Regions from separate parts of the Rattus norvegicus genome. Here region 1 is linked to region 2. The links are chromatin contacts, called in public Hi-C maps. All regions are on one chromosome and are shown on one strand. Each heading gives the region's core, a stretch centred on a gene start, on an enhancer-like site or on the middle of the called end of the contact. The rest is flanking DNA. Distances are from core to core; before and after follow the strand shown.

Region 1 (3,988 bases), core at 1,328-3,827, 250 kb after region 2:
ACCCTGTAAAGCCCCTAACGACGGACGCTGTCCTCGGTGCTGAAGTCATCTCCTTGACGCAAAACTCGATGTACCGGAACTGAGTAGATTTCTAGGCCCTCAGTTTTTAATATCCCGCTGAGCCCAAGAGTCTTGAAATGGAGTAGCAGATAATCAGAGATTAACTCAGTCATGAGTCCCTCAGTCTACCTTTCTGCAGGCTCACCGAATGCCATCTTCAAGGATGAAAAGATAATACAAATCAAATGGTCACTAATATCGTTCAATTGGTTACTACTATTCATACGCATTCAAATTAAGGACAAATAGAAGCCTTCGTTCTTTTCCTCCCCTTCATAAAGGAGAGAGGAGAGATGGCGGAAGGTAGGGAGAGAGAGAGAGGGAAAGAGAGAGAGGGAGAGGGAGAGAGAGAAAGAGAGAGAGAGAGAGAGAGAGAGAGAGAGAGAAAGAGAGAGATCGAGAGAGAGATCGAGAGATCACCTCAAAGATGGACCCAGCCTTGTTTAATTTGCAATATCAACTATTGTAGAATCTTCTTTTCTTTCGCGCGTGGTTTTTGCTAAAGCCCTGGGAGTGAGAGCTTTTAGTTCCGTGGCCAAAGAAAGACATGGCTGAAAATTTCTCCATCTAGTGCCACAGGTGAGGTGAAGGCACCTTCCTTTACAGAGTCTTGGAGGAAGGTTGAGGAGACAGAGGGAGACTGGCACCTAGGCAGAATTGTGGGTAGTTATGGTTGGGAGGACTTATGCTTCCTCCCTTCTGACCAGTGAGTCTTGAGTGATTAGGGATTAATCAGTGACACCCAGTTCCTGATTGATGTCACTACATCTTTTAATGAAGGCTGGAGAAGGGCGTTGAAGAAACTCCGAGTTCACTGCCTCATAAGCAGTTTCACGATATTCTGAAAAGCCATGAGGTGCGTGGTTTGAGGAAACATTTCCTTCGTGGAACACACACACACACACACACACACATACACACACACACACATGCTTGCCATACCTAACCAGGAGTGCAGGGGAGCTTCTCTTCCAGCTCAGCCCACCCTTCGGGTGCTTTTTGTTTTTAAAAAGTGCGGGTGCTTTTTTGTGAAGCGGAGAGAAAGCAGCAATGTTTCCTTTGGTAGCAAGAGCAACGCAGTTACTTCAATCCCTTTTGTTGATCAGACTGTTATCTTCCCAGCCCTGTGTCTTCGAGCTCCCTCACGGAAATGTCGGTGATTTATACGATTTTTATTTTAATGTTTCCGTTGAGTGGTGATGAAAGTCGATAAGACAGTCATAGAAAAGAGACAGGCCTGGGATAAACCATCGAAGACCCAGAGGTGCACAATAATAAACCCGTCTGCTGCGCCACAATTTGAGAGAAATCACTATGAAAACGAGAAAGCGATCGTAGAGTACTTCCCATCACTCAGACAGACCCAAAAATTCAGTTTGTTTTTCCCTCAAAGAATAAGAAACGGAGGGAGAGAAAAGGAAAGCCAGGAGGTAGCTGCGATTACAGAGCCTTGTGGGCATCTCCAGGTGATGTGTGGGGCGCACCAGGGAAAAGGCAGCCAGCACGGGGTCTCTGTGTGTTTGGCGCCCTCTGGTGGAAAATTTGCCGAAACCGCCTTTTTTATGGTGGGGGACTTCACCCCGCTCACTCAGTAAGGTGCTTAAATACTGCCAAAAGAGAATCATTAAACACCGTGAAACTGAAAAGAAGCGCGGAGAGTGGGCCAAGACAAGGAGTGCGGTCCTGGCTTCCCGGAGCCACCTCCACGCTCCGGTTCCCCAGGCGTGTGGAGCGGCACTCGTGCATGTTATTAACCTTCAGACATGATCAATCACAGAGATTTCTTTTCCCCCTCTCAAGGGAGAGGGCTCAGAGAAAGGGAAATAGACCCCTTTCCTCTTTTGGTACCAGGTAGCTGTGTTCGAACGAGGTAGTTTGGAGATGAACTGGATGAAGATACTGGAGTGCAGAAACTCCACGGTCTGGGTGGTCAGCTCTGCTTTGCCTGTACAGCCACATTGGCTCAGTAGAGCGCTCCCCATGACACCACCCAGAGAAAACCTTCTGGATTGCCAGTCCAGGGCAATCACGGGAAATTGATTAAGGCAAAGCAAATATTCTAATCTCCTCCAAGATACGGGAAGGAGGGCAAAAAGGAAGAGAAAGAAGAATCACCCAGTGAGACAAAATTCTTCGTAAGAATGATCTTTTCCCTGCTGTCACCCAACATTGCTTATCTCAAAAATAATTGGGAAAAAAACAAAAAACAGAGCGTGCCCAGTGCGTTCTGGATTACTCATGGGACTTTGTCCCCCCCCCCCCCCTTTCTGGTCGCAAACCCATGAGCTGGCTTTATCATCGCCCTATAAAGCGCCAGAGGCAGTCAGACACCTGCAAAGGAGCCCCAGCGCTGCGCGGACGAGCTGCCCCCGCGAGCAGCGGCCTCGTGATTCCCCCCGCCGAGCGGGTCCCCGCCTCCCCACTCCGCCCCCGCCTCCCCCAAGCCCAGCGGCCGCCTCTCCGGATCTCTCTCTTCTTCAGGCTCTCGCGTGCCGGACCAGGGATCCTGCAAGCAAGGAAGCAGCCCCGGGGTGACACCCAGCACGTACGTCTGTGGCAGAGCAAAGCCAAGCGGGGGACGCTTCGCGGAGGAGTCGCGGGAGGGTCCAGCTCCCTGTGGCTGAATCGAGGTAGGTAAATACCTACCGGATCGCCCGGACTTGCCAGAGCCCAGCCTTGGTTATTCAACTCGGTGCTCTCAGCCTGCGGCTTCTTGTCCAGCCCGTTACCCCACCCCACCGGCACGCGCCTGTCGCCCACCTTCCACAACCGAGTGCTTCCCTCCAGTCCTGTCGCAGCTGGGGTTTGGCGGCCCCCAGCCCTGTCCCTCCTCGCTCTTGCTTATCAATTTCATTCGAGAGGACACATAGGGGCTGAAGTGACACCAGAGCCATTTTTGCTTGCGCTTCGGGGATCGGAGCTCACGGCTCTCGGATACGCGCCTGGGTAGCAGCGGCAGAAGGTGCGAGGAGCGATAACCTGTTACTTCCCCAGCACCCGCGTTCCACTGCCGCCCGCCGAGCTGCGAGAGCGCGCGGGGGGGGGGGGACAGATGCTCTGCCCGAGGGACGACGCGCAAAAGGCGGCTGGTGGGCTGCGCTCTGCGGGGTCTTAGATTTACCCAGATTAGTGCTCTCCTCCCGCTCCTCTCATTCTTTCTCCCGCTCCTTCTCCCCATCTCTTCCTCCTTTTCCCTCTCGCCCTCTCCTCCCTCTCCCTCACTCTGTCCACGAACAAGCACCAAATAGGGGAGCCGCGCACTCTTATACCCGAGGTCTCTTGCGCCCTGGGCGCAAGTTGGCCACCGGGTGACGTTCTCCTTTTTACCCTCCGTCACCTTCTCTGGCTCAGTGAAACGAACTCTGGGGACTAGGTAGAGTAGAAGCAGTGAATCTGGGACGGAGCCTCGCCCTAGGGTTGAGAAAGCAAGAAACGAGGTGGGACTATAATCTGATTAGGAAGGCTCCAACACGCAGCCTTTTGGTTGTCTGGAGTGCAAGGTGACTGGTTCTTAGCGGGTCAAGTCCTGGGGTGGGGGGGCGGCTTTTTCCTCTCACCTTGTCTCACCAAAGTCCCTGTCCCCGGCGCAGTGAGCCTCCTTCTTTCCAAGGAATTAGCCAGACACAACAACGGGAACCAGACACCGAACCAGACGTGCCCGCCCCGCACGCCCTCCCCCCTCCCCTTCTGCCTGTCCGCCAGGCTGCTGGGAGCCCAATGGGGCTTGTCTCAGCTGGGCTGGAATTCGCTCGATGAGTGCTCCCTAGTGCTCCTAGTCCTATCCTTACCCCATCCCTCGCGTCCTGCACCCGCCTCCGGCGCCCCTTAGCTGTAAGCCTCACTCGGGGCACCCCGTTGCGCCTCTAGACTTGAGAGTCGCCCGGGGCTTCTGTGCCTGCGCCCCAGTCCGGGAGCTAGCGAGCGCCTC
Region 2 (4,016 bases), core at 398-2,897:
CACTAATCAGCTCTGAAGGGATTTTGACTCTGGGCTCAGACCAGGCCAGCACAGCTGTGAAATATGGCCCTAGAGACCTCTGGATCACTCAGACCTGTTCTTCAGGGCAGACTTCTAACATTCCTCCCTCGAGTGAAGCTCCCAGGCTGCGTCACATAGGTTACTAGGAAGAGGAAACAGCTAAATGCAGGAGGGCACAGTTAAAAAGCAAAGAACCAAATAGAATGAAGCTTGTGCTTAAAAAAGAAATTTAAAGCTGATAAAACAAACTGAAGTTTTCCGTTTGAAAAAAAAAAAAAGAGGCCAACACGCAGTTCCCTTTGGTGAGGAAAGAAGGAAGGAGAGGCAGGAGGAGTTTGTAGGAAGATCCAGACACAATGACAATATGTGCAGAGGGTGGGATGGCAGGGGAGTTTGAGGCCATCTCTGCAGCCCCATCCAATGGTCAGCACTGGGTCATTCTCTTCTGTATCACTCTGTGAGCCCTGGTGACAGCTAGGGTCAGGCTCTCAAAAGCTGACCAGTGTTGCAGATGTGTAAGTGTGCTGGGCTAGTACACAACGGGTCTGGCTTTGATGCCCGGCACTACAGAAGTTAATCAGAAGAGAAAGGAAAATACATTTTTAGGTTAGCTTTGTCAGATTTCCCATTGGCTGCCCTCCATCAGCTGGTGGGGGTTGTTCAGTGTCGTGCAGAGCTAAGGGGCAGGTCTGAGGTCCGAGTCTAGAACCTTTGTCTCCAGGAACAACAATCGCTAGTACTTATTACTGTTAATGTCTTCCCGGCTAAATGGTTTGCAGACAGTAACCTGCTCAAGCAATGGGAGAAGAGCACATTCTAGCATTTCCAGCACTTAGAGATTATAAATTACGGGCAGTGTTACTTATAACAGTCAGAATTTGAGCACAGGCCATCTACTCCAGCGTCCACACTTTCAGGCTATAAATTCTACAGCCTCCCGAGCGAGGCTCCAGATGCCCAAAGATTCCTCCAGGGCCTTCTCTGTTCTATCCACATTGTGTCTTTATTTGTCCTACCTTAAATCTTGAATCACAACCAGAGAGGGAAAAATATATCGTGATTATATCACTCTTAGATTGATGGAATGTATTCCAGCACCCATTTCCTAGTCTACAGCTCCATGGGAAAGGTGCTCCCAACATGTATGACGAAGTGGGTCAGTTCAGCAGGAGAGAAGACAGACTTGCCTGAGAGAGGGAGTTAGTCTGTGCCGTGGGGCATCTCGGCTCTGTTTTCTGTGTGAACCGGTGATGGTGTACAGAGAATGAGGAAGTAAAAAGTATCTCTGGGTTGTGAGCCTTGCTCGAACAATGGGGACCCTCTCGTCTTAAGGGAAGTAGCTCTTGATTTAATCTGACCTGTCTGAGGCCTTCAATGTGCCATTTCCCACCACAGCGAGGCAGTTATGTGAGAAGGACCCATAGGAATCGGGTGAGGGCTCCGATGTGGAGGGAAGATGCAGCTGGTTCTGCACGCTGGCTATGATACACCCCAGAGAATCTGCTTCAGTGTGGACACTTCAGAGTGGCTGGAACCTTCGTGATTCAGGCAGCTAAAGGAGAGCTGGCACCTCACAAGACGGCGAGATGGGCACATGTTTCTTCTGGGTGTCACCCTTGTAGTTCTGGGGCTGGGAGCCAACTGGGCTGACCTCAGGATTAATGATCCAGAGAAGCAGCCTTGCAGTCACGAGGCCCAACTGTGGGCCAGATTTTCATGTGGCCCATGAAATACAGATCGCTCCATTGCTTGATAAATACTCTGTGTGGGGAGTTCTTTGTGGGAAGACGTGGCAGCACTGAGGACTAAGGAGAATAAATCCTCCAGTGTATTTCCCAGCACCGTGGCCTAGCTGGTGCATTCACTTATAGGGAAGAGGGAAAATGGGAGCATGGGGGGAGGAAGAAGTAAGAAACCGTAGTCTCCTATGATACAGTAAACACTATCTACGTGCACCTTAATGTTTTTTATTAATTTACTTATTTTATGTGTATGAGTGTCTTCATGCACACCAGAAGAGGGCATCAGATCCCTTTACAGATGGTTGTGAGCCACCACGTGGTTGTTGGGAATTGAACTCAGGACCTCTGGAAGAGCAGCCAGTGTTCCTAACCACTGAGCCATCTCTCCAGCCCTGTATGTTACCTTATTTGTGTGGAACAAGAATGAGTTTTGGGAGCAACCCTAGGTGCAGGTCTTAGTTCAGCCACTTAGAGGCTTCCATACAGTTGCTGTGTTCCCTCCATTCTCTGAACTTCAGAATCCTAGACGGCAGAGGGGAAGGCAGCTGGGATGGCTAGAGAAAAATCTCCATGAAGGGGCAAGCTCAGTGCTAGACACAGCAAAGAGGGCTGTTGAGTTGTTGGTCATGGTGACAGAAGTATTAACAACTATAGTAGTAATATTAGCATTTAAAGCTGATGTAGGAAGAACAAGACCCCTCTGGTTCAGTTCTAGAATTATGGTCCAAGATAAGCATTGAGGTTTCCAAAACTTTAGGATCGATTCCAGATGTTTACTCTCAACTTTAACCTGAATGCCAAACTTCATTTGCATTTCTGGTTCTGTTCTCAGGGGTAAAGCCCAGGTTGACTTTAGGCCCTGGGCTCACTCTTGCCATTAGGGCTAGGACACAGCTAGCAGCGCGTCCACACATAACCATCAGAGCCTTGTCGTTAGGGTCTTCTTAGACTTCCGAGATGTTTACGCTGTTAATTGGCCACATTTATTTCCAAAACCTTTGAGGCTAGGAATCTTATCAGCAGCTGAAAGAACTTCAAGGAGAAATCTGTTTCGCGTTATATTTTTCCTTGTGGATTTGCTTATGGCTGTACATAAATATTTATCTGAACTATTTCAACAAACCCTAAATCATCAGTGATCCTTCTGCAAGGGGCTCTTTTAGAAGATTTGTGTATGTCGAGAATGTCAGCAATCTCTTTATAGTACCAGATTCCGAGGACCAGAGGCCTTTTGCAAATATTTGGAACTGCTGGGAGCTTTTCAACATGTCCTTTACTTTCCCATTTCTGTGTGTCTCTTCATGCTAATCCTCCTGGAGAGGATTACCCTGCCTGGACTTTCTTTACCTGTTGACGTTTCCCCTTCCTTCAAAGTCTCAGTCCTGTGGCCCCTGCTCTAGGGCCGAGAGCAGACACAAGCAGAAGAGGGTTCCAGATACGAGTGGAAACAGGCTGTGGTCCAGCCACAGGATGTGTAGGAACTGCTCTGGGGACACTGAAGGGTCCAGCAGAAGAAGACAAGAATGAGTGGGAATGAGGTGAAGAAATAGAACTGTTATGGGCAGAGACAGGTGGGGCCTGCATTTGGGGGACCTCCTAACTGAGCAACAGCACAACAAAATGAGGAAACCCTCTATCGGCACACACCAAACGTTTGGCTTGACTATGGCAGATACAATGGCAGATACATTGGCAGGTGTTTGTTATTGCTCATACAGTGTTTCTCTAGTTTTTGATTAGTTTCTAACATACAAAACTAGAAACATTTCGTGAAACAACCCAGATTTCGGATAGCCTTTTAGAACTTGGAGCATCCTGCTGTGGTGATGTGTTAGAGCCCTCAGTGCTGTCTTCTCCACTCCCCTGCCTGCTGCTCTCCTCATCCTTGCTTAGCTATGCTGGCATCTGCATGGGAATGCTGCGCTCTGTGTCCTGGGGCCTCAGCCAGCCCAGGGACAATTCAGGCTAGGACTCTGGAGCTAGACTGTCTCTGTCCAGGTCTGGGTCCAGCCGTGTCCATCCTTAGTCAAGTATGTTTTTAAATAATTTCACCTACCCAATATGGCTGATGTGCTAATAACCATGATAGACATTTAGAGGATTACCCAGCATGCCCTAGGTTAAAGCATTAGCTGCCATCTCTCTGTCCCACGAGAGACAGTAAACACCCAAGCTGGCACTGGCATTTCTGCGTCACTCACAGAACCTAGGGCTTAGGCTCTTTGGCCATAAGAGGGATTGAGTGGCTGATGA

What was found. A called contact is a pair of places that touch in the nucleus more often than the background predicts.
Region 1: a Hi-C map of kidney shows a contact between it and region 2, with 3 times the contacts expected there. The contact joins the promoter of Gad1 here to the enhancer-like site in region 2. A contact is called at or near these places in 4 of 12 Hi-C or Micro-C datasets (the A7r5 cell line, kidney, liver and 1 more).

Annotation. Positions count from the first base shown.
Region 1 is chr3:75,774,875-75,778,862 of GRCr8, forward strand. It overlaps Gad1 (glutamate decarboxylase 1), which reads left to right and starts at 2,578. Exons shown (of 17, transcript NM_017007.2): 1 at 2,578-2,690.
Region 2 is chr3:75,529,149-75,533,164 of GRCr8, forward strand. The region is part of intron 30 of Myo3b (myosin IIIB); the gene reads left to right. Among named protein-coding and RNA genes, the nearest start is that of Sp5, 150 kb to the right of the region's middle. Within about 2 kb of position 1,648, at least 2 of the 93 cell types and tissues checked have an H3K27ac peak or open chromatin away from gene starts, as enhancers often do. A contact at or near this core is called in kidney, where this site is marked.